Regions from separate parts of the Pan troglodytes genome. Here region 1 is linked to region 2. A link is a contact called in public Hi-C data. All regions are on one chromosome and are shown on one strand. Each heading gives the region's core, a stretch centred on a gene start, on an enhancer-like site or on the middle of the called end of the contact. The rest is flanking DNA. Distances are from core to core; before and after follow the strand shown.

Region 1 (6,088 bases), core at 1,993-4,492, 320 kb after region 2:
CAGCTTCAGCTTGTGCTACTCTAGCCATTACTCCTATGTTTCCATCATGACTGATTCTCTTTCAGTTTCTCAGATTCACCAAGCTCTTTGCACATTGAATTGGGAGTAAAATGGTCCAAAAATTAAGAGGTTAGGATTAAAAGATTACATGCCTTTCCTTTGCTTAGAATGTTGTTCCACACTCCCCACTTTGGCTTCAAGACTTTGTTAACACAGTTCTGTCTACTGAGAATGTCCTTTCCCTCATCTCTGCCTGATGAAGTTCTATTCATCTTTAGGACTGATCTTAAATGTCATCTTCATAAAGTCTTCCTGGTCAAATTTTCCCTGTAAGCAGACTGAGTTACTTTTTTCTCCATACACCTAAAGATAATTTTGCATATGTCTCTGTTATAACATTTATCACCGTACTGCAATCATTTTTAAAATTTCTGCCACATTAGAACTGTACAATGTGAGATACCTGAATATAGGACTGGGCCTTCTTTAGATCCCCAAATTTAGCAGGTGCCTAACATCATCCAATCTGTCACCCATTAATATTGCTTTAAGAATAAGAGCCATCTTACATGGCAACAACCACTAGTGAAGATTGTATTTATTAACTTGTTAGTGTTTGTCATCACTGTGACATACACATATTCAGAAAAATGAGCCAATATTAATAATTAAAGACGTTACTGTGATGAAGTTTCCTGAAATCTGAGTTCATCTGTATACCCATATCCAATGACTTGAATGTCTCAATCAATTCATTGGCTAGCACAATTCTCAAGCCTTATTAGGGACCATAATTTCTATGGTTGACATCTTAATGCTGAGTAGGAGCCGGAAGCTTTGCGGACTCTCAGGTTCATGCACCTGAAAGGCCTGTGCTTAAGTGTGTGCATGATCTTGCTCAGAAGCACCAAGAACAGGGGTGAGAAGAGAGAATGTAGAACATCCATTGTTATACAAGAGGCAGTGACAACAGAGATGGCCTATTTAACTTCAAAAGCCTTTAATTCTCAAGCACCAGGAAAACAATTTTAGAGCTGACTACAGTAGATCTTTTGCTAGACTGTTCTGAAGACTAGTTTTTTAGAAAGTAAAACCATATTACCAGAATATTAATCCACAATAAGGTTGAATACAATTTGTTAAAGAACAGACTCCATGTACTATTACAAAAATGAGGTCTGACCTGAAACACCATCCATTTGAAATATTTAAAAATAAAAATAGACAACTCTCTTAAGGAGGTTTTTTAAAGCATCATCTGATATCTACGCTATGATAAAAGTCAGCATCAAGTTTAAAGAAGTGAAACAAAACACTGTCACCATGCCCCTATGAGCTAAAACTTTGAGAATTATAAATGGCGGATTTAACAATGATAACCTTTCCATTCTTTTGCCAGATGCGAAACAAATTATGCTAGTTCCTCCTCTAGAATTTCTTGCTTTTTCTGCCTATGACCTTCTCAGCTCACCCACAAGCAGCACCATTCATTGACTGAACTGTTATTTGACAGTTTGTCATAATCAAATACGGTAAACAGAGTATCACGATGTTCTAGTTCACTTTAAAGCAAACTATTTAGGACTATAAATTCTATCTAGGCCTTAGATACACTTCAAGGCAAAGGTAGGTATATTGGGCAGAGAAAACACCAAGATTTGACTTTTACACCAACATGTACTTAAGTGTAGACTGGAAGTTTGTATTCAAAACATTGGGGGAGAAAAGTTTAATGTTACCTGTGTATTCAACATATAATATCCTCTGTTTTATCTAGATAATTCATCAAAATCAGAGGCATGCAAGGAAGGTGAGAATCAGGCAGTGATTTGCTTACAGATATGAAATCTTGGGAGCAACTCAGTCCAGTGCAGAGACTTTTATTGCCCCACAAACTCTAATATTGGGCAGACTTGGGTTTTTACTGGTTAGGTGATGAAAAGTCCAAGGTAATTATCAGGACTAATCAGAATTACAAAGGACACTGACACGGGGTCACTGTAATAAAGTTATACTTTATATTTATCAGCAGTCTTAGATGGCTATGGGTAAATGTTCTGGCTGTGTGGCCCCCTGAAAAGCAGGATTTTCATTCCAATAGAAAAAGGAAAAAAACTGATTCCAGGTGGAACCAATGTTGCTTCCCCACCCTTTTTTCAGTTGAGAGTTGACAATCATGTTATAAAATGAAAAAGGCAAATGCATGAACAGATTTTAGTGTTGCATAAAACAAAACTTACCACAAAACTAATGTGGCTTTGTTAATGATATGAATAATAGATTCTGGGTAAATGGTAATTATTCATAATTAATTTCTTTTCAAAAACAGCCATAGCCAAAATTATTTTTACACAGTCAACTCAAAATGTTTCCAAATTCTCTAACATCTATAAATTAAATCACTCTCGATGATTTCCACTACAACCATGCAAGGCTTAATACTTTTACAACAAAGGAATTTAGAATATGTCACCCCAAAATACATTACTCTGGCATACTGACTATTTTGAGTAAAAGGTACTTGAAAAACAGCAACTGCAAGAACTCTCTGACCTTTCTTCTTCATACAAGCAGGAAATGAAATTCCCGTGTGAAAGACAGCCTCCCTCTACCAGAAGGAAAGCATCATTCTTATCATCAAGGACGGGAAGCTGAGACCGAGGAAAATATGTACAAACAAACCTTGTTAAGCTAACCCTTATCTTCCTCGTTACTTCTCTGCCCAATTACCTACTCTGCCCAAGCTCCTCTGCCTTGTCACAGTTTCACAATTTACTACTCTTTCGCCAAAAGAGTAGTAAATTCAGTATATAAGTTTTCAATTCTAACTGCATCTGTGGGTCTTCATTTCCTTACAAAGGCTCCTTGCCATGTAAAATTCATACTAAATAAATTTCTATGTTTTTCTCCTGTTGATCTATCTATGTCAATCTAATTCTTAGGCCTAGCTGAAATACCCTAAAAACTGGTAAAGGTACAATTTCACCTCACCTACATACAACACATACATATCCTTCAAAAACATCTTTCTCAACCCCAACTCCCTAGCAGCCATGGTGCACCCTCAATGTCCGTGTTTGAGAATTAAGGGTTCCTGAGCTTTTCTCCTCTGCAAATCCCACTCATGGGTCCTTCACCAAATGTCCATTAGCAATTCATTCAGCCATTTCCTATCTCAGTCTCCACCAGAAAGGGCCACCCCTGCAGCTCTGAAATGCTTGAGGGGCTTGGGAAGCTGAAATTCTGTGGTATAAGGTTTCAATGGCTAGCCTCGCATAATCATCACACTTGGGTGGGGGGGCCCTAATGAAGGCAAGGGAGAGGGAAGAGAAAGGACACAGAGAAAAGGCTTCAGGAGTCTGTTTCAGGGCATCTCAGTCTTGGCACTAATGAACGTTTGGTGGGGTCAGCGGTAATTCTTGGTTGTGAGGGGCTGTCCTGTGCTTTGTAGGATGTTTAGCAGCATCCCCAGCGTCTATTCGCAAGATGCCAGTAGCTTTCCCCAAGTTTGGACAACCCAAATAAATCACCCCTGGTTGAGAACCAGCAGTCTACTCTAGGGTCTTGAGCATAGAGAGGTATAGGAAGAAAATTAAACAGAGGAAAGAACCTGAATTCAGACAGACCCCTGGGCTATGTGTGGAAGAAGCAAGTGGCTCTTGGTCACATGCTGCTCTCTGTGAACATGACTCAATGTAGCGGAAATTTGAGAGTGAGCACAAGGACAAGAGGAATGGAAGTCAGGAAGTGAGAGGAATCTGTAAGGAAGAATTCCAACCCAAATACTCTGCCCCTCACTCACAAGGTGATCCCTATGTATCTACTGAAGAGTACTCAAACTCTTTTTCTTAAGGCGCTGGTTTATAAAGGCCATCAGGAAGCAGACTGAGATTTGGGGGTGGGGTGGAAGAAGGGGAGTTGGGAGGTAGAGAAGGGTTTCCCCTACTTAAACTAAGCTTGGGCTTAAGATCGATCGAGTTCGCCTCCCGAGCAGAGCAAAGAACTGAAACATGCGAGAGGGCTGTTGTGAAGCATTTTAGCCAACTTTTCCAAGCCAGATGCCTGGAGTTCTCACTGAGGAAGCTGGCAGAACCTAGAAAAATCCTTACTACTCCCTCAAATTTGCAGAGGGACTTCAGATGACTAAAACTAGCTGCAGGAAAGAAAAAAGACATTTTCTTTTCTGCCTAGCCATTTATAAAGTTTTTTAACTTGCAGAAAATCACTGAAGTTCTTTCAGTTTCGGAGCCTCTCAAATAAAGTGGAAATACTATGAACTCATGTCACAGAGATGTTCTGAAGATTACATGAGACCACAGATGTTAAACGGCCTAGCACAAAGGTGGCACAGGTGGCTCCCTACCCTCTGTTTCTCCTTCATTTTTAGTTTTCTTTGGGCTCATGCACCACATGCCCACATCTGTGCCAGCAGAGCTTTCTCTATCTGCTCTTATACACTATATTTACCAGCTTCTGTCGTTATCTTGTTCTGCGATTTTCCTCTCTCCCTATGTTCCTGATGAGGTGGCAGTGGTACTTGCTGCTAAATACATCTAAGTCCTTTCATCACTGGTGACAAGAGTGCATGTGAGAGGTAGCAGTGGAGAAGATGCAGGAAAAAGAATGCCATAGTGAGGATGACATACTTCATCACTGTTTTACCCTTGGCAGCTCTCACTCCACCTGCATGAAGACATGAAAAAATCTCTTTCTGCATGATAGTGCAGGTGTGTAGTTTAGCAGGAAACTTGACAGGCAGTTAAAAGACAAAGAAGCGGCCGGGCGCAGTGGCTCACACCTGCAATCCCAGCACTTTGGGAGGCCAAGGTGGGGCGGATCATGAGGTCAGGAGTTAGAGACCAGCCTAGCCAACATGGTGAAACCCTGTCTCTACTAAAAATACAAAAATTAGCTGGGCGTGGCGGTGGGTGCCTGTAATCCCAGTGACTCGGGAGGCTGAGGCAGCAGAATTGCTTGAATCCGGGAGGTGGAGGTTGCAGTGAGCCAAGATCCTGCCACTGCACTCCAGCCTGGGTGACAGAGCAACACTCCGTCTCGGAGGGGGGAGAAAAAAAGATGAAGAAGCGTATCAGGAGTTCAGCTTTTGCTAGGTCAGAGAAAGTTCTTAACAGACTAACTCTTTTGCAGATAATAAACTGTGGACAAAACACAAGAACCAACTACTGAAGTCTCTAAAGAATGAACAAAAACACATTCTTCCCCCTCCACAAGAAAACATTTACAATGTCTGGGATGTAATCCAAAATTACTTGACATATGAAGAATCTGGAAAATGCAATCCACCCCCAATGGAAAAGACAATCAACAGAAGCCAACCTTGATACGACCCAGATATCAGAAATAACAAGACTTTAAAGCAGCTATAATTACTGCTGAGGTAAGAGAAGATATGCTCATTATGGATGAAAAGAATGGGAAATCTCAGCAGAGAAACTAGAAATATAACAACAACGAAAACAAACAGGAGCTTTAAAACTTGAAAAATTCAATATCTGAAATAAAAAGCTTACTGGATAGGCTTAATAGCAGAATGAAGATGACAAAAAATTGATTGGAAAAAGGTCAGTGAAAATTACCCCATCTGAAGAGGAGAGAGAAAAAAATTTAAAAAGAAAGTGTTTCAGGACCCTCTGAAGTCCCAGAAGGTGGGGAATGAGAGAAAGTGGTGGGAAAAAACATCAGCATAAATTATAGCTAAAAACAGTCCTAAATTTGGCAAGAGATAAATTTATAAATTCAAGAAGCTCATGAACTGTAAAGAAGATTAAAAACAACATCAATCACAAAAATAAATGCCTAGGTTGATAGAAACCAAAAATAAAAAAGTTGTGAAAGGAGACAGAGAGAAAAAAACATATACAGGGCAACAATTGGAATCATCAGACTTCTCTTTAGAAAATACGAAGTCCAGAAGACACCTGGAACAATATTTTAAACTTTCTGAGATAGGAGAAGCACACTTCACTTTAAATATAAAGGCACAGACAGGTTAAAGTAAATGGATGTAAAAAGAGCATGCAAACAGTGAATGATTATTGTACTAATATTGGAGGGGGAAGCATATCAC
Region 2 (6,707 bases), core at 2,011-4,510:
AGCTTCCAGTCTTGGCTCCCTTCCCTTCCCCTCTCCTTCCCCTCCCCTTCCCCTCTCCTTCCCCTCCCCTTCCCCTCCCCTTCCCCTCTCCTCCCCCTCCCCTTCCCCTCTCCTTTCCTTTCCTTTCCTCCCCTTCCTCTCTCCTCCCCTCCCCTCCCCTCCCCTCCCCTCCCCTCCCCTCCCCTCCCCTTCTCTCCCCTCCCCTCCCCTTCTCTCCTACAGTCTTACTCTGTCTGCCCAGTCTGGAGTGCAGTGTCACGATCTTGGCTCACTGCATCCTCTGCCTCCCGGGTTCATGCGATTCTTCTGCCTCAGCCTCCCGAGTAGCTGGGATTACAGGTACACGCCACCATACCTGGCTAACTTTTGTATTTTTTAGTAGAGACGGGGTTTCACTACGTTGGTCAGGCCGGTCTCGAACTCCTGACCTCAAGTGATCTGTCCACCTCGGCCTCCCAAAGTGCTGAGTTTCAAGTGTGAGCCATTGTGCCTGGCCTTTGGCTGCATTTTAGAATCACCCAACAGCCCAAGCCGTAGCCCAGAAATCAATCTTGGGTTGGGCCCAAGGATCAGTATTTATGAGCTCCCCAGGCCGTTGTGATGTGCCGCTCAGCGGAGAATCGCCGCTTTCGGAGGTCTGGCTCTTGGACCCTCTGCACCTTGGGGAAGTGTGACTGAGTAACAAGGCCATGGAAACCCAAGAACTCCTGTGCCTGTAGCAGGCCTGCTTGCCATTACGAAAAAGTACATGTCTGCAAAGTCAGCTCACAGGGTCTGTTGACTGCATGGTGAAGCGTCCAGGTGGGAACATAATGAGAGCGTAGTGTCGAGGGCTGGGTGGCCCAGAGTCAGGGCTTCCACCTGGGGAAGAGGCCTGGTAGTGAAAAAGAAAACAGCCTCATTACTTCTGTAGCCTTCTCTACTTGAGAATATCAAATGAGGTCTCTTGTTTTTCTTTTGGTGAGTATACTTCCAGACCAGCTGTTCTCAGCCTTGGCTGCACATGGGAATCACCTGCAGGCTTTCAAAGCACTGGTGCCCAGGGCCTACCCTCCTGGGATGAAGCTTTAACTGGTCAAGGGTGTGAGCTAGACTTTGGGGGTTTTAACAGCTCCCAGGTAATTTGCAGCCAAGGTTGAGAACCACTCTTCCAGACTTTAAAAATGAGGTTCCAAAATAAATAAAGATGCAGCTTATCAGTAATGGGGACCCTGAAGCAGGGTGTGGGGAGCAGATGCAGCTCTCTTGAGTGGGGCACACAGCTGTGACCCATGGCCCTGGTAGGGGCTTCCTGGACTTGGGCACGTGGCCAAGTTCATGTCAAGGCATTTTTCCCTCTCCCCATGTTTTGAAAATTTTAATTTAATTAGATATTGTTCTGGAGGAGCCCACCCTAACCATTTGTGTGCTTTCACTTGAGGAAATGTTTACGAACATGGAACTCCCCTCGTTTCTCTCTCCAGTCCCACTGCGCCCCTCTGGGCTAACCCACTGGGCTCTGAACATGCTGGCCTCAGCTCCTTGAATGGCCAAGCTCTTGGCTCCTCCACGATTTTCCACGTGCAGAGGCTTTCTCTGCCCACCATTTATTTTATTTTATTTTTTATTTTTTGAGACAGTGTCTTGCTAGGTCTCCCAGGCTGGAGTGCAGTGGCGTGAACATGGCTTACTGTCACCTTGACCTCCCAGGCTCAAGTGATCCTCCTGCCTCAGCCTCCTAAGTATCTGGGAGCCACACATGCCTGCCACTACACCCAGCTAATTTTTTTTTTTTTTTTGAGACAGTCTCGCTCTGTTGCCCAGGCTAGAGTGCAGTGGCATGATCTTGGCTCACTGCAGCCTCCACCTCCTGGTTCAAGTGATCCTCCCACCTCAGCCTCCTGAGTAGCTGGAATTACAGGCAGGTGCCACCATACTTTGCTAATTTTTATATTTTTTTGTAGAGACAGGCATCTCACTATGTTGCCCGGGCTGGTCTTGAACTCCTGACCTCAAGTAATTCACCCACCTGGGGCTCCCAAAGCGTTGGGATTATAGATGTGAGCCACCGCACTGGCCTTGCCAATCCTACTTAAAATAGCCTCTTCCTGCTTACATTACTCTATATCACACAATGGGTTTATTTCCTGACATCACAACGTATAGCAATTAATTCTTTTGTTGTTTACATGTTTATTGTCTAGTCCATTAGAATATGAGCCTCATGAAGGTGAGACCATGTCTTGTTTGATTAATGTTGCACCCCAGGTGATAGCACAATGCTTAACCCATAACTTGTATTTAATACATTTTTGTTGAATTGATGCTTTAATAAAAAAGGGTGTATGTATTAAACTTTACAGTTAATACTCTTGTTGGCCAGGCACATGTTGTAATGAACAAAAGAGCCCACTAGGTGGTGCCAAGACCTCATGAGTAAACAGCCTACTCAGGAAAAAAACAGCGGAAAAGCACAATTCAATGTCCTTGGACTGGGGGAGTTTGTGAGGTCACTTATCAGTCGACATTCCCCCTTTTTGGGGCAGACTCATACTAACAGAATCCTAGTTTGAAAAGGATTCGTGATTTTTAAAGAGGTGCCTAGAAAAGGAATAACTTTAGGCTGGGCGTGGTGGCTCACACCTGTAATCCCTGCTACTCAGGAGGCTGAGGCAAGAGAATTGCTTGAACCTGGGAAGCGGAGGTTGCAGTGAGCCAAGATCGTGCCACTGCACTCCAGCCTGGGTGACAGAGTGAGACTCCATCTTAAAAAAAAAAAAAGGAATAACTTTAAAAGCTTTATCCAAAGAATGAATCCCATCCACATTATCCCCAGTAAGTCTACCCCTCTGCATCACAAGCTGAATGCCTCCGATGATGAGGAGCTCATTACTTCACCGGGAGATGCCATCTCCACTTTGGCAGCATACCGACGGGTGAAATGGCCCTTCAGCTCCAGGTCAGTCCTATCTCCCTGCATTCTTACATCAGCTAACATTGAGAAGCACCCATTTATTTTTATGAAGTTGGTTATTAACCTTTTCTCCAGGCTAAACAAGCCTTGTTTCTTTAGCTTTCCTTCTCTTGTTTCCAACGTCGCACAGAGGACCTTAAATTATTTTTTGGACTCAACATAATTTGATCTCAGAAACCTGCACAGCTGCAGTGAGCCTCAGGCAAGGGCTGTGGCTTTAGGGAGAGCCTCTGGTGTTCTGGGTCACTGTGGGCCAGCCCTCTCTGAAGTCTGCAGCCTCCTCCTTCCTTGTTCTGCAGGATTTAGCCACTACCACTGGAGGGCATGGGTTAGTCAGGTTTTTCTCTAAAACAGAGCCTGGCATGGCTTTCATGTAGGGAGTTTATTTTAGGGAGGCTGGGAAAGTGAACCAGGAAAGGAGGAAAGCCAATCCAAGTGTGCATTGTGAGCTGGTTACCCTTGGAGGCAATTGGGGCTCCATCCCTCTGGGGACAGTCTGATGAATGGAATGCTTTGTCTACATGAGGCCCGGGAGAGGATAATCTTTATTTACCAGCTCCCATTCCTATTGCCTAAATGAACAGTTCCCCCAGGGACTGTTCATTTCCGCCAGGTTTGCACAGGTGCTAGAATGGCTTGGCCTGCTCAGTGAGCATCTCACGGAAGGCAGGCCAAGAAGCCCCAGGGGCAGAAGACTAGGGGTGGCTAAGGCAAGGTGCCCTTGGCCTACACCTGTGCCCAGCCAGTTGCTGCAGCAAGGGCTGAGCACAAAGTGGGTCAAGGGAATGAGAGATGGGATAGATGTCCAGCACAGGGCCCTCAGAAGACAGGGTGATTATTTCCTGTTGTCACTTGTGAAGCATGTGTATGTGCACACTGTATACACCAGGTGGAGGGGTGTCTGGAGCCACATTTCTGTGTGTGTGTGCACGTGCACACTTGTATACACAGGGTGGTAGGGTGTCAGGGACTGCCTGATGAGCACCCTGGAACACATGCCAGAGGTCGGCATGTAGACTCTAAAGTTGATTTTGCCAAAGAGTGGGGCAGTTATGGTTCAGCTGCACAGCAAGCTCTCAGTCCCAGGGGCCTGTGCAGAATTCTAGTTCCCATTGCACACCTGCAATGATCACTAGGAAACAAGCCCCAAGACTGTTGTCTGGTAAGAAAATGACCAAGTGGAGATTCTGGGGCTGGCTTTGAAACCAGCTTTACCATCATTCTTTTTTTTTTTTTTTTGGGTTGGGGGGAGGGTCTTGCTCTGTCACCCAGGCTGCAGCAGTGGCACAATCTTGGCTTACTGCAACCTCCGCCTCCTGGGCTCAAGGAGTTTTCCTGTGTCAGCCTCCCACGTGGCTGGGACCATAGGCGTGAGCCACTATGCCTGGCTAATTTTTTTATTTTTTGTAGAGACAGGGTTTTGCCATGTTGCCCAGGCCAGTCTCAAACTCCTAACTCAAGTAATCCTCTTGCCTTGGCCTCCCTCCAAAGTGCTGAGATTACTATCATTCTTGATCAATTAGCTTGCAGCTTCCTTTCGGCTCAGTGCCCACCCACGTCATTTTTTTCTCTTCGCTCACCTCCCACCCACGTCATTTTTTTCTCTTTTAACTCAGCAGTTCTCCTCTCGGCTTCCCTTATATCTGCTACTCAGTTTATCTGTTTCTCAGTCAAGTGAGGGAGGTTGGAGAACAGTCCGGATATTTCAAGTATGGCTTTAGGACCAGCAGCATCAGCAACAGAAATGCAGAATCCCAGGCTCCACTCAGACCTGGAATAGAACCTGCATTTGAACAAGATCACCAGGTGGTTCGCATGCACAGGAAAGGTTCAGGAGCAGTGGGCCACCAGTGGTTTCCAAACCTCATTATCATCAGAGCACCTGGGGAGCTTGCTAAACTCACAAATATCTTAGCATCAGTCCCGAGAGATTCCAGCCCGACTAGGTCTGTAGGGTGGCCCTGAAACCTGTGATTTTTATTAGGCTCCCAATGTGATTTCATGGGATCATGTTTGAGAATCACCAGGAAAGATAATCTTTTGAATTTTTTTTCCACTTGTAAGATTCTGATATTTTTGCCAGAATTGACTGTTCAGAAATTTGAATGTCACTCTTTTTGGGTGTTATGAATTAGGGCACAAAAGTTAAATTTTTTTTTTTTTTTTAACATTGAGATCTGGATCATTGTAGGCCTTTTCCTCCTTTCTCTCTTTCTTTCCTTTCCTTTTATTTTTTTTTAAACAGTGAGGCCTAGCTTCTGGTTGCTGAAGATTGAATATTCTGGCCGGGAACTTGTCTTTCTTCTAACATCTAGCAGCTGCCCCTTTACGTAACTTCTGGGTATTTCACCATGCCCTGTAGGCTCCCATGGCATCACACTTCTGCAGGGACATATAAGTTCTGGTGGAGCCTGGCATGGCATTTTGCCGCCCTCGTTCAGCTGCTAGACACTGGAGGGGATGTTTCTGAGACACCCTGTCCTGACTCTCTGTGTGGCTGTTGAGAGATGAGGCCTGGGGGAACTGCAGAGGGCGGACAGAGTGTGTTTTCTTCCGGTCTTGGCATCTTGGAGTCATTCCTGTCCCGCTGCGTCACCCCACACAAGCCTGAGTGACCTTCGAGAAAGTAACCTCGATCCTTTGCCCTGAGAGCCTTGGCTGGGGCATCTGGAGGCACCCCCCCCTCCCATGGCTGGGCATCATGAGAGGAGAAAAACCTGCCGGATGGGGCACTAACTGGCCCCAGGGAGCACAGGGCACTTCCAGGTGAGCAGAGAGAGGATGAAGACCTCAAGGGCACCCCCACCAAGCTGAGATGTTAGAACGTATCGGAGGCTCCAAACCAATAGAAAGCCTTCCTTAGAAGGTCCTCCTGAAGCGGAGGGGCCCCTGCAAAGCGTAAGTAAGTGTCTCATCCCATACATTTCCTTTTTGAGTCGCTAATTGTTCTCTGCCTGTGAGGGGCTGTAGAGCTCTCTTTGTGGAGCAGGGAGAAAAGGTAGAAATTTCTTCTTACCCAGGGCAGAGCGTGGCTCCCGCAAACACTTGTCACTGGCTCAGGGGCACCCTCCAAGGCAAAGCAAGTGGCAGGCAAGGGGAAGCTGGCCTTCAGCATGGGGCCAACATCACTCACAGAGCTGCCTGGCTCTGCCCCTCCACCCCGAGGCCAGGGGCAGGGGTGGCTGTGGTCTGGGCCTCCACCGCGCTCCCAAGCAGAATCTGCGGACCCTCCCCTAAGTCTGGAGGGCATTGGGGAGTGGTTGGAGGGGAGTGTCTGTCCCTACTGTGGTGACCACAGAGTCAAGCTGGGAACAGGGACAGCTAGGGTTCCCCAAACGCCAGCATGAGACCCCCTTCCTCATGGTCACCAGTGCTTCCTCAGCCTCCATCTCCCTGAGTGTGAAGAAAACACAGTTGTTCCACCAGCGTGGCATTTGGAATGGCTTTTAACATTTTCAACGGCTTTAATCAGTCATTAGGAATAGAAGACAGGGACGCTGACTGAGTCTTCCCTATACAGGCTCCGACTTGTCCTTAGGCAGCTCGAGGACAACAACAACTGCCTGCTTCAGGGCCATGTGTAGAGTGTCGAGGATTTTGACCCCTGGTCTGGCACAGGAATCCAGTCTTTCTCACCCTGACGTTTTCCTCAGAAAGATGGCCCTGGAGTCCTGATAGATTTATTTCGTTTGTTTTTCTCTCTCTTTAATTCTGCCGTGATATGCTGCTGTTATTTTCGACTAGAGCACCACCC

What was found. A called contact is a pair of places that touch in the nucleus more often than the background predicts.
Region 1: a contact with region 2 is called in a Hi-C map of induced pluripotent stem cells, with 4 times the contacts expected there. The contact joins two enhancer-like sites. A contact is called at or near these places in 5 of 7 Hi-C or Micro-C datasets (blood, induced pluripotent stem cells, a lymphoblastoid cell line and 1 more) and 1 of 1 other capture datasets (stem cell-derived neural stem cells).

Annotation. Positions count from the first base shown.
Region 1 is chr7:108,725,994-108,732,081 of NHGRI_mPanTro3-v2.0_pri, forward strand. The region is part of intron 10 of STK3 (serine/threonine kinase 3); the gene reads right to left. Among named protein-coding and RNA genes, the nearest start is that of KCNS2, 51 kb to the left of the region's middle. Within about 2 kb of position 3,243, at least 1 of the 24 cell types and tissues checked has an H3K27ac peak or open chromatin away from gene starts, as enhancers often do. A contact at or near this core is called in induced pluripotent stem cells, where this site is marked.
Region 2 is chr7:108,406,186-108,412,892 of NHGRI_mPanTro3-v2.0_pri, forward strand. No RefSeq gene overlaps it. Among named protein-coding and RNA genes, the nearest start is that of POP1, 47 kb to the left of the region's middle. Within about 2 kb of position 3,261, at least 7 of the 24 cell types and tissues checked have an H3K27ac peak or open chromatin away from gene starts, as enhancers often do. A contact at or near this core is called in induced pluripotent stem cells, where this site is marked.